2 separate regions of the Hordeum vulgare genome follow, and region 2 is linked to region 1. Evidence: chromatin contacts called from public Hi-C data. All regions are on one chromosome and are shown on one strand. The core of a region is the stretch at or near the end of the contact, and the rest is flanking DNA. Distances in the headings are between cores, read along the strand shown.

What was found. Hi-C and Micro-C count contacts between places; a contact is called where the count stands out from the background.
Region 2: a contact with region 1 is called in a Hi-C map of leaf, with 3 times the contacts expected there. The contact joins the promoter of LOC123427726 here to the enhancer-like site in region 1. A contact is called at or near these places in 3 of 6 Hi-C or Micro-C datasets (leaf and seedling) and 1 of 1 datasets of contacts at active chromatin or transcription factors (embryo).

What each region holds. Positions count from the first base shown.
Region 1 is chr2H:607,182,354-607,187,807 of MorexV3_pseudomolecules_assembly, reverse strand. No RefSeq gene overlaps it. Among protein-coding and RNA genes, the nearest start is that of LOC123430763, 11 kb to the right of the region's middle. Within about 2 kb of position 2,282, at least 3 of the 3 cell types and tissues checked have open chromatin away from gene starts, as enhancers often do. A contact at or near this core is called in leaf and seedling, where this site is marked.
Region 2 is chr2H:607,224,950-607,229,902 of MorexV3_pseudomolecules_assembly, reverse strand. It overlaps LOC123427726 (growth-regulating factor 3-like), which reads right to left and starts at 2,654. Exons shown (of 4, transcript XM_045111843.1): 1 at 2,375-2,654; 2 at 2,005-2,249; 3 at 697-1,048. The coding sequence starts at 2,466.

The DNA of each region.
Region 1 (5,454 bases), core at 1,033-3,532:
CACATGAACGCGGGGTCCCTTCGTGGCTGCGCCTCACAGTAATGCAAAGGTGGCGCGGGGCCCCGTGTACGTATGTACATCGAGTCAGTCGACCCCGGCCGCAGTCGTCTGGCCACCAGTAACAGTAACACGTAGTACCTCTACCTCTGCGTCGGGGTAAAAACAGGGAGGCGCAGGGGAGGGGAAGATGACGAGGAACAGCGCACGCACGTGATCGCACGGGGAAGAGGAGGCATGCTCAGGACTCTGTGGCTGCGCTGGCGAGTGGGCCCGAATGACAGTCTCAGGAAATCTGCGTCGATGAAGAAGAACCAAACTGGTGTCACGAACGGCTCTGTCCTTTTGAAATTGAACTTCCGGGCTCCAAAACCTCCCGTGACCTTCGTTTGTAATTTTTACTGGTACTACCGTACGTACTGTATGTACATAAGTGGGGGGCTGGAGAAAGCTACGAGGGCGGCGACTGGGCTGGGCGGGTCAAATGGTCAGAGATCGATGCCTGCTTCCCACTTTCATAAAATTGAATGACAAGGGGAAGGGGTGACTTTCTCGCCATGTCCGCCTGCTGGGCGCAAGGAAACGGGAGCCCAGCTGTGTCATCAATGATGCCACAGTAGCATCATAAACGTACTAGATTTTTTTTTCTTCCAAGCGCAGCGGTAAATTACTCCACGTTAGAACAGGCTACACCCAGTAGCTGTATTTTACTTACTCAGAGCTACTGTACAGCCTACTGATATACACATGCACAGTATAGTACAGTACCTAATGCAGGATTGATGATACCACTAGTAAACTGGCCCGTGACGGGAGTCGGGAGACCATCCAGCGCGTCCCACCGCACACCGCAATGCCGACGATGGACGACTCGTTTTGCTTTGTGGTTGATGATGATGATGATGACAGGAGTATGGGCGGGAGGCGGCTGGCTCGATTGACGCCCAGCTAGGCCAACCTAGCTAGCTGTGGCCGTCAGGAGGCCAGATCCCTTCTGGGTGACAAGACATGTACCAGCAGCACCTGTCAGATCCTACGCGCGCAGGCAGCTGACCCATGCCAATGCCATGCATGCTCCCACCACCGGCAACAGCACCTGAACCCACCCTTAAAGCTGGCATTATCAGTAGCTTAACGCCTTTTCTTTCAGAAACACTGAAATTACCAAACCGAACCTTTGAGATCCATTACATCGTCGTGTCAGTTTTAGCTTCACTAATACCCTTTGAGATCCTGTTGACGCAGTAGCGGTACCAAGTTAACAACAGCAAGCAAACGATGAGTAACATGCATGCATGCATGCATCGAATATGGAAAGCCAGTCGAACGAAGGACCTGGTTGGATCCATGTCCTAGAGTTAGGCCCTCTTTGTTTCAGAAATTCTGAGACTTTTTTTAGTCCCAACTTAAAAGTCTCTAGTTCTTATCCATTTGTTTTCAGGGACTAAATACGGAGTAGAGGTTATTAAATGACATGTAAAAAAACCATGTTATCCTTAGTAATGTATTATTAGTTATTAAATGACATGCTAAAAGTAGGGGCATTGTTGAAAAAAGTGCCAAAAAGTCTCAAAAAGACCCTCCCATAGAGACTTCTCCAAATAGTCCCAAATACCTATTTTTAGTCCCTAAAAGTCCCTCCTGTTTGTTTCACATGGGACTTTTTTTAGCCCTACACCAAAAAGTCCCTGGAAACAAACACCCTCTTAGTTTGAGCTAGTTTGGGTTCAACTAGCCCTAAAGTATCCAAACATAAGGATTAGATTGAAGCTAGTTGCATCTAACTCACCCAAAAAAACTATCCCAACCAAAAGGTGCTAATTGGAGCTAGTTCTCATGAGGTTCATTAAAAAATATTTTTCTCTCTCTGCACCACCAGTCAAGAGATGCTAATTGAAGCTAGTTCTCATGGGACCCATTAAAATATCACTTTTCTCTTTTCATAAAGTGCATCTATTGTCAATCTAACCCTTTCATCCAAACACCTATTTGACTAGAATTAGTTTAGGGTTACTCATCAGCTATAAATTAACTCTAACCACTAGCTAAGCTAGAGTATCCAAACAGGCCGAAGTAGGAATCACTCAAACGATCACCGCACCAGCACCATAGCGGCGAGCTTGCGTGAGGCGACGAGCGACAGGTTGGAAATGGAGACGGGGGGCCCACCGAATCATGGACCCCCTTTCGTTTCGTTTCACGACGGTCGATCCACCACATGGGACATGGGCTGCGCCTGCGCGCCCAAAACGGGGGCCGGCTCACGTGGCGCAAAGGCGGCCCGGCAGCGGGTCGTGGGAGAGGAGGCGGCAGAGTTCAGTTTGGTTGTTACACCGCTGCCTCGCTCGCGGTGGTTGGGTTGGGTTGGGTTGGGTTGGGTGGAACGTCGTCTGTACGACGGCTGCTGCCGCCGATGCGCCGACAGGCTCGCCCGCTCGGGCCTGGGGGCAATAGTGCAGAAAGGAAAGGCTAGCTATCTCCCGACGATGATCCCTGGCCCTTGCCTGAATGTACTGCTTGATCCACCGGATCGGTAGGCCGTTCTGAAGCGCGTTTGTACGACGATCCAGATCCTCTGTTTATGGGTGACAATGATGTGTGAACCACTGTGTCGTGGGATCGCTTCGTCTGTGGATCCAAACCCTAGAATGGAGTGTGGAGCGGTTGATACAATAAAGAATCTTGTCTTAAATCATTCCAATGTCAGTAAAACTATATGTAGGATGTGTTGTCAATTAGTCTTATCACTACTAAGTAAATATAGTACTTCCTTTATACCTTAATAATTGTAGTTGGAGAGTGCTAGTTTAGTTCTTTCCAACTATAACTATTTAGGTACCAAGGGAGTACTAGTTAGATGCCAGGCATCCTTGAATGTGGGAACTATGTCTCGCTTATGGCGAGAGCTAGCTCTGTCTGGCCCGAACCCGCTCGGCTATTTTGCTCGCCTTAGTAGACTGCCCCATAGCGATTTTGAGATGGTTCTGTACAACGGTACAAATCGAATTTAGAATCTTTCTTGCATTTTTTTACATTTTGTAAGTGCATCTAGTGTCCTTTAATAATTTTTGATGTATTAAAGACTTATAGGTTAAATGACTAGTGTGTTTACGAGTGTACACAACTATAGTTCCCTAAGGAGTTTGGTTATCAGACGGATGTTGACCCCTAAAAATGAATGTCTTTAACTGAAGACTTTGAATACTTTCTTGAAGACTTTGAAAGTGAATAAATTGGTGTGATCTTGAAGATATTGATGCAAGGACTATGAAGCATGAAGATTTTTATTTTTCGTAGTTTCATTTTCTTTCTTTGTCTCATAGGAAACACCGTTCTGTTCAAAGGGGTCGAGGTAAAACTAAGAAACATTTCCAACTAATGCTCATCTCAAAGCCTACACATACCCAATGCTTCGGGTGAAGTCTTTTAAAATCTGTTATAGTTCAGTCAAATTCATCACTCACAGAGACGATATTCTTCTCATCTCTCAGAACATTTGTTCTCACTAAGGAGATAGGATTTCGCTAGTGCGAATTGCCTACGAGTGAGGAACATGATAGCCGTGAGGACTTTCATAGTTCGAAATTCCGACCGTTGATGTGCTTAGCGTCAGCTGTCCCAAATATCTTATCCACATAACGGCCATATCATCGGAGGCATTTATGTCATATCATGTCGGGTTGCACCCTGGCTATAAATTGCCATCCCCATAATTACTAGTTGGTTGGCTCCTACGAGAGAGAACTTGACAAGTGTCATTTGAGAGCAAAACATCCTCCGAGGACTTCGAGTGAAAATCATTAATGAGGAAAAACCAAAAACTCCAAAAACCCCAAACCCAAAGTGATTGAGCATTATTGAAGAGATTGTTCCTGTGTGAAACTGATGCTTGTTACCTTTGAAGACTGTGTATCTTCCAAACGGCTAGGCGTCATGGTCTAAAACATCCAAGAGGATTTGTGGACTGCTGGAGGACCGAGTTTGTGAGGGTTTGGAAGTCTGCCCTGAAGGCTTACCACGAGTGTTGGGCGGCGACTAAGTGACCTTAGCTCAAGAAGAATACAGTAAGGATTTTGTGTCCTCGGACTGTGTGCCCTTTGATTTAAACACCAAGCCACTCCAAACAAGACGTACGGCTATCATAACAGTTGGAACTGGGTCATCAAATCATTGTCTTCACCGAGCTCCTCGTTCTATTTCCTCAACCCTTTCATTTCCTTGAGTACTTGCTGATGAAATTGATTGTTACTATTTGAAGACTTTGATTGAAGACTTTTTCAATTTTCTCATCTTAAATTCTTGACTTACCTTGTTCTTCGCCTGCTTATCCTGTTTACACGCTACACGTGCTTTGTGTATGCTTCATTTCATCTTGATGAATATGCTACTTCTATATTTTACATGCACTTGAGTACTTATTCCGCTGCTAGTATTTCGTCACTTAGCAAATTCCCCAACTAGTATTTCCTCACTAACGAATTTGTAAAAATCGCCTATTCACCCCCCTCTAGTCGATATAACACACTTTCACTTTTCTATTTTATCTTTTTTTTTATCATATTCTTCATTTTCCTTTTTTGTGTGTTTCCCTATTTGTTTACATTGACTATCTTTTAGTTTCCTTTTAGAGTTTTCTCTATTCGTTTTTTCTTTTTATTTTGGTTTTCACTTTTTTCGCTCCTTAAATACACATCGAATTTTATTTAGATACACGTTGAACTTTTTTCATATGCATGTTTGACATTTTTTTTTCAGGTAGACAATGAAATTCTTCTCAATACAATTTTGAAAAATGAGATACATTTTAACAAAAATGAAGAAAAAGTTGAACATTTTGTAGTACATTAATTTTTTTAAACACATTGAACATTTTTGATAAATGCTATGAACATTTTGGTTAAAGCAATTAATTTTTTTTGAAAAGAGAAGGGTCTCTCCCTAGCCTGAACTGTTATTAAAACCAAGGCAAAGCTAGACCCGAGTTATGCAAAGTAGCTCTAGGTGGACAACCGAAGTATCATCCACATATGCAAAACCAGGGTCTAGCCCTATTACAACTTTGTTCTTACATGACAAGAGAGAGGCATGAAAGATAAGACACGACTAGCACCAAAATCGCCTCCTCCGTGCCAAAATCTACCAACACTAGTAGGCAATCCTAAGCAACTCCCCTCTTTGATGATCCGAAAGCCTTAAGGCCCAGAGAAGAAGAATACCCTGGACGTTTCAGCATAGTATTTTCCATTGCCTGATCAAAGAACCCACTAGATCGATGATACAACGCATATTTCACCACCTCCTTCCGTGAAAGACAAATTCATTCCGAAGCAACCATAAGCCCCACAAGGTAGGAGAACATATAATGTTAGTAGCCTATGGAGGCTTTTTTCCCAAAGAGTTAATAGGTCAGCAAATGAGCAAGGTACAAAAATACCACACACCTTACGTATAATAGAC
Region 2 (4,953 bases), core at 1,405-3,904, 42 kb before region 1:
ACTACTACAATGACAGAGCTTGGGCAAAGGGACATTGCTGGTAACTCATCACAAAGTTCTGATGAAACTAAAAATAAAAGCTAGAGGATGGATTGCAAAAGGTGATGGGCTTCAATAATCATGCTAGCCTTTTCAGATGGTTTCAGGCGTAGAATGAGATGAGGCGTCCCCGACGAGAAAGGCAGAAACAGGTAAGTTTTGCTGGAGCAGAACAGGCGTTATTTTTTCTAAGTGCAGACCCAAACAAGAGGAAAGAAACAGGGTTCAGCAGAGGGAAAAAGGAGCAAAATAAATGCCAGGCCTAAGATGGAGCAGGAACAGAGAGCAGGCTCTGAGCATAAAACTCAGATAAAGTTCTATGCGTGTGAATCTAGTTTAGAACACTCTGCTCTGAACTTGCATCAGAGCAGAGCAGAGCACCTCTCTGTTTCGCAATCTTCCCAGGCTAAGGAAGCATGGCCAGAAACTGCAAAGCAAGCAATTACCTAAGCGAGCACAGATCATACTAACAGTGTCAGAAGAGCACTGGTACTAGTCTGATCAACACATGCTCTACTGTCTACTGATGCAATCAAGCACAAAAATGGGAACATCGCATGTTATCGGCCACCTCAACGCCCCTGACACCAACGACTAGGTTAAAAAAAAAAACTAATCAACACGACGGCAGCAGAGTATATGCAGAGAAGAGGTCACCTGAAATCTTTGTTTCCGGCAGCACCGGCGGTCGTCGCGTAAGGCGCAGCAGTGTCCATGTGCAGCTGAGCAGACCCCAGGGCGAAGGAGCCACCGCCAGTGGCGATCGCCGGATACGGCGAGTGGTTGTGGAAGGCGGCGGTGGCGTGCTGCTGGGACTGGGAGTGGGAGCTGGCGACGAGCTGCGTTTCCACAGGCTTTCTTGAACGGTTGCGGCCGCGGTGCATGTGGCGCTCGCAGTACTTGGAGTCCTGAGCGGCCTCCTTGGAGCACCGCCACTTCTTGCCGTCCGTCCGCCGGCACCGCCCCGGCTCCGGATCCAGCTTCTTCCCGAAGTAGGACCCGTACCCAACTGCAAACAACGAAAAACACCCACGTCAAGAATGCTTTTTCATGATAAATACCCCATACATCTGTACGCACTTGGAATGTGTCGGTGCTCATCCGGAGGGACCAAGAAATCAACTCAGGAGGAGACGCGAGATCGGAAGAACGGAGACGCGTCCAGTCCAAGGCCGTAGCAGGTAGCAATCAATCATGACGCCGGCCGGCCGGAGGGACGGACGAAGGCGGTCGTCCTCGTCCTGGATCTATCTGTGTGCCCACCCCACCAAACCAATCATTTACCCCGCAAGAAGGAAGGAACGAAGGAAGGAAGGACGTATGCGAAATAATTTCCGGGGAAAGGAGGAGCTGTGCGTGGTTGATTGCCGATCTTTTTCGTCGGGGGTCCATGTGATGCGATGCAGGATGGATCGGTGAGATCGGCCGTGGCAGGACATGACCAGCGAGCGAGCGAGTGAATGCGTGGGTGAGGCTCCCAACAACCAGACAGGAATAACCCCCTTGCCACGGAAGGACCAATGGAAACTAACCCAAGACTCGACTAGCGCCATCTAATCAAATCATAGCACATGACATGACATGAGAATGAAATCCCAAGTAAATTAAAAGACCCGGCGAGGCAGGGGATGCTTGCTGGATGGTGGTAGGTGGTGATGGTAGGAGCAAATCTTTGAACAGGGGCACGAGGCTTGCTCGGATTAGAATAATGAGACTTTTGCTCGGCCAAATCCGGGGAGGGATTAACAAATGACCGGAGCAATTAACAAAGAGATGGGAATCATGGGATGGGGGTCGAGCACACCTGAATCTCTCGATCCCAATAAACAAGCCGGGCAAATCGCATGGCGAATGCAAAAGCAAGTGCTCGATCCGAATAAACAACCGGGCAAATCGCATGGCGAATGCAAAAAAGCAAGTACTACTCCTGGCCGGGGTAGGAGGAGGAAGGGATGGGGTACGTACGGGCGTGGTGGTGGTAGAAGCGCGAGGCGAGGGTCTCGAAGCCGCGGCGGATGGGGAGGAGGAGGTCCTGCGGGACGGGGACGCCGGCGACGAGGTACTTGTAGATGAGCGCCTGCTGCTCCAGCTCCTCGTACTGCGCCGCCGTGAAGGGCGCCGGCCTCGCCGCCCACCGCGCGCCGCTCATCGCGTGCTGCTGCTGCTGCTGCTGAGGATGAGGATGCTGATGCGCCGCCTCCTCCCCTACCCTGCACACACGGAACACAACACAGGCGCCGGAGACGGTCACCGCATTAGCGAACCCCTCGAGCTAAGATGGAAGCAGATACGAAGAAAGAAGTGAGGCGGTTGGCCGGCCGGCCGGCCGGCTTACGAGTAGAGAGGGGAGGAGCGGCAGAAGGGGAAGATGGGGGAGGAGCGGTGGTGGTCGGCTGCCGGCGACAGGGAGGCAAAGGGCATCGCCATATATGCTTCTCCCTCCCTCTCTCTCTCCTCTGCTGCGGCTGCGGCTGCGGCTGCTGCTTGGCTCCGGTCCGGTCCGGGGCTGGGCTGGCCTCTCTTTTAATGTGCCGTGCTTTTGCCTTTTACTACTACTTGCCTGGTGGCGCTGTGTGTGTCTCTTTCCCCTCGCTGCGCAGGGCTCGATCTGCCTGGTGAGACTCACACGACGACGGGGTGGATATATAGCGTGAAGCGCTGGCGATGGGCGCAGCAGCGGCAGCACCGTGTGGGGGGTGAGGCCGACACCGTAGGCTTCCAGCTTACAGAGGCACAACGAGCGGCAAAAATTTCGTGTTTTGACCATTTGTCAAAAGTTTAGCAGGATGCGATCCTGCTTCGAAATTTTTTCGGGATTTGACCGTTTTTCATTGTTACACAGGTTGGCGATAGGTTTATAGGTATCTGACAGTCGAGTAACAACAGCGGCCGTCAACTGCCAGCCGAAGGGCTCACGTGGCGTAACGGCCGTACCGCCAAGTATAAGACGATAGGATGCAAGACCTTACCATTAGGAACTATGGCGGTAGGAGTCTGACCTCGTGTGTAAAGTTGTTGTAACGGGAATTCGTTTATATAATGGTAGGGTTTCACATTCTACCGTCAAGGTGTATGACGGTAGGGTCTGAAAAACTTATTTGAACTTTATAGTTTCAATTCAAGCGAAAATTGCTTTTGAAGACCGAGCTTCATGGAGGCCTTTTTACAAAATTCAGAATTTGCCAAAATACATATTTTTTATAATTCTAAAAAAAAGTACACACATACATGGAGTCATAATGTACATGTGTGTAAATTTTCAGGACAAATCTGTTAAAGTGAGGGCTGTGTAGAAAAAGATAAATCTGAGGCACTTTATAACTTCAGTTGGAGGGTGTGGAATTATCTTCAGATCTCATGGCCTGCTAGTGACAATATGGCTGAGATTGCTTTTGCTGCCACACGGGACTTCCAAAAACCTTTCTTTGCTGAGATTGTGTTCATGACCTGTTGGAACATCTGGACTGTTAGAAATGATAGAGTCTTCAGGAATATCAGGCCCTCTTTCAGGAGGTGGAGAGCCACTTTTATCCATAATATGTCTCTTTAGCTCATAGGATTAAAGTTAAGTTTAAGGATGATATGCTTAGATGGATCTCCTTTTTACCTCCTTGAGGTGAGTCTTGTACTTTTCTACATCTGTACTTTTTTAGTTCCTTTTCTCTTTTTACCTCATGCGTATATATTGTATAAGTTTTGGGAATAAAAGTTTTTGCCGTGGGGTGTTACCCTTACAGTTCCAAGTCAAAAATAATAATGATACTATTCATCCTTAAAATCCAAAAAATTGACTTTTTTGTAGAGGTTGCATTTAAACGTATTTTATCCTGAATTTTTACACACATATACATTTCATCCTTGTATAGTTGCTTATCTTTTTTTGGATTTTTTTCAGTTTAGAAAGTTTGAAGTTTGAATTTGTTTTCAAATAATATGCTTCATGGAGTTGGGTCACCAAGACGCCATACTCTCCATGTGCCAATTCAAGAAATTTGGCACAACAATTCAATAGTTGGCAAATGAAAAGTATGCAGATCACACACATTTTAGTATGCATCACACCTCGAAAGATACTTCATTTGCACACAAAGAACAAATAGTTCATCACACTGAACATATCAAACCGGTTTACATTGTCACACATAACAAATTGGCAGCAACTAGTTTAACACAGCAAAGACCAACTAGTTCGACAATACTAAGTAGTTCTGAATCATAGCCAACACGAATAACAAATAGTGTTACAGCATATCTCCCCATATGTGGTTTGGTAATTGATGACAATTCCTATGGACTAATGGTTGCCTTAAGTTATATTTATATGATTTGTCCATAGGCACTTCTTGAAGTCCATCTGTTGGGTTCAAGGAGTTATATGATGACCAAGGTGGTATTCAAGGTATTATCCAAAGAATGGTCATAGAGACACAAGGTTGATCCAGATCGTCAGACAAAGAGTAAATCAAGATGATCAACACACAAAGCGTACAAGATGTACCGACGGGGATCAAGTGATCCCATGGTATGGTAACCATTTTTCATTACGTGTTTGTGTACTAACCCATGGTCTTTATGAGAGTTCTATGTGGGGTTAGGTGTGTTTCCATGGGCTTGCGTCAAGAGGAAGATCTCATACAACCCATGGAGAATTATGTCAAGTGGTGATCGTCATCAAGATTGCGATGTGCAAGTTTAAGTGGATCATCACGAAGATATCATGCTTGAAGCTTGTCGTCCATTGTGGTGGCAATGGACTTGTGAAGATATCTTGAAGAGTGGCTCACCCATAGTGTGTATGTGTGACATCCCGAGACCGACGCTCGAGAAGATTCCCTCCTTTATTCCGTTTCCGTCGTGTGGCTATTTTATTTTGTTGGTTGCATCGTCATTTAGTTTGCATCATGGCATCTTGCA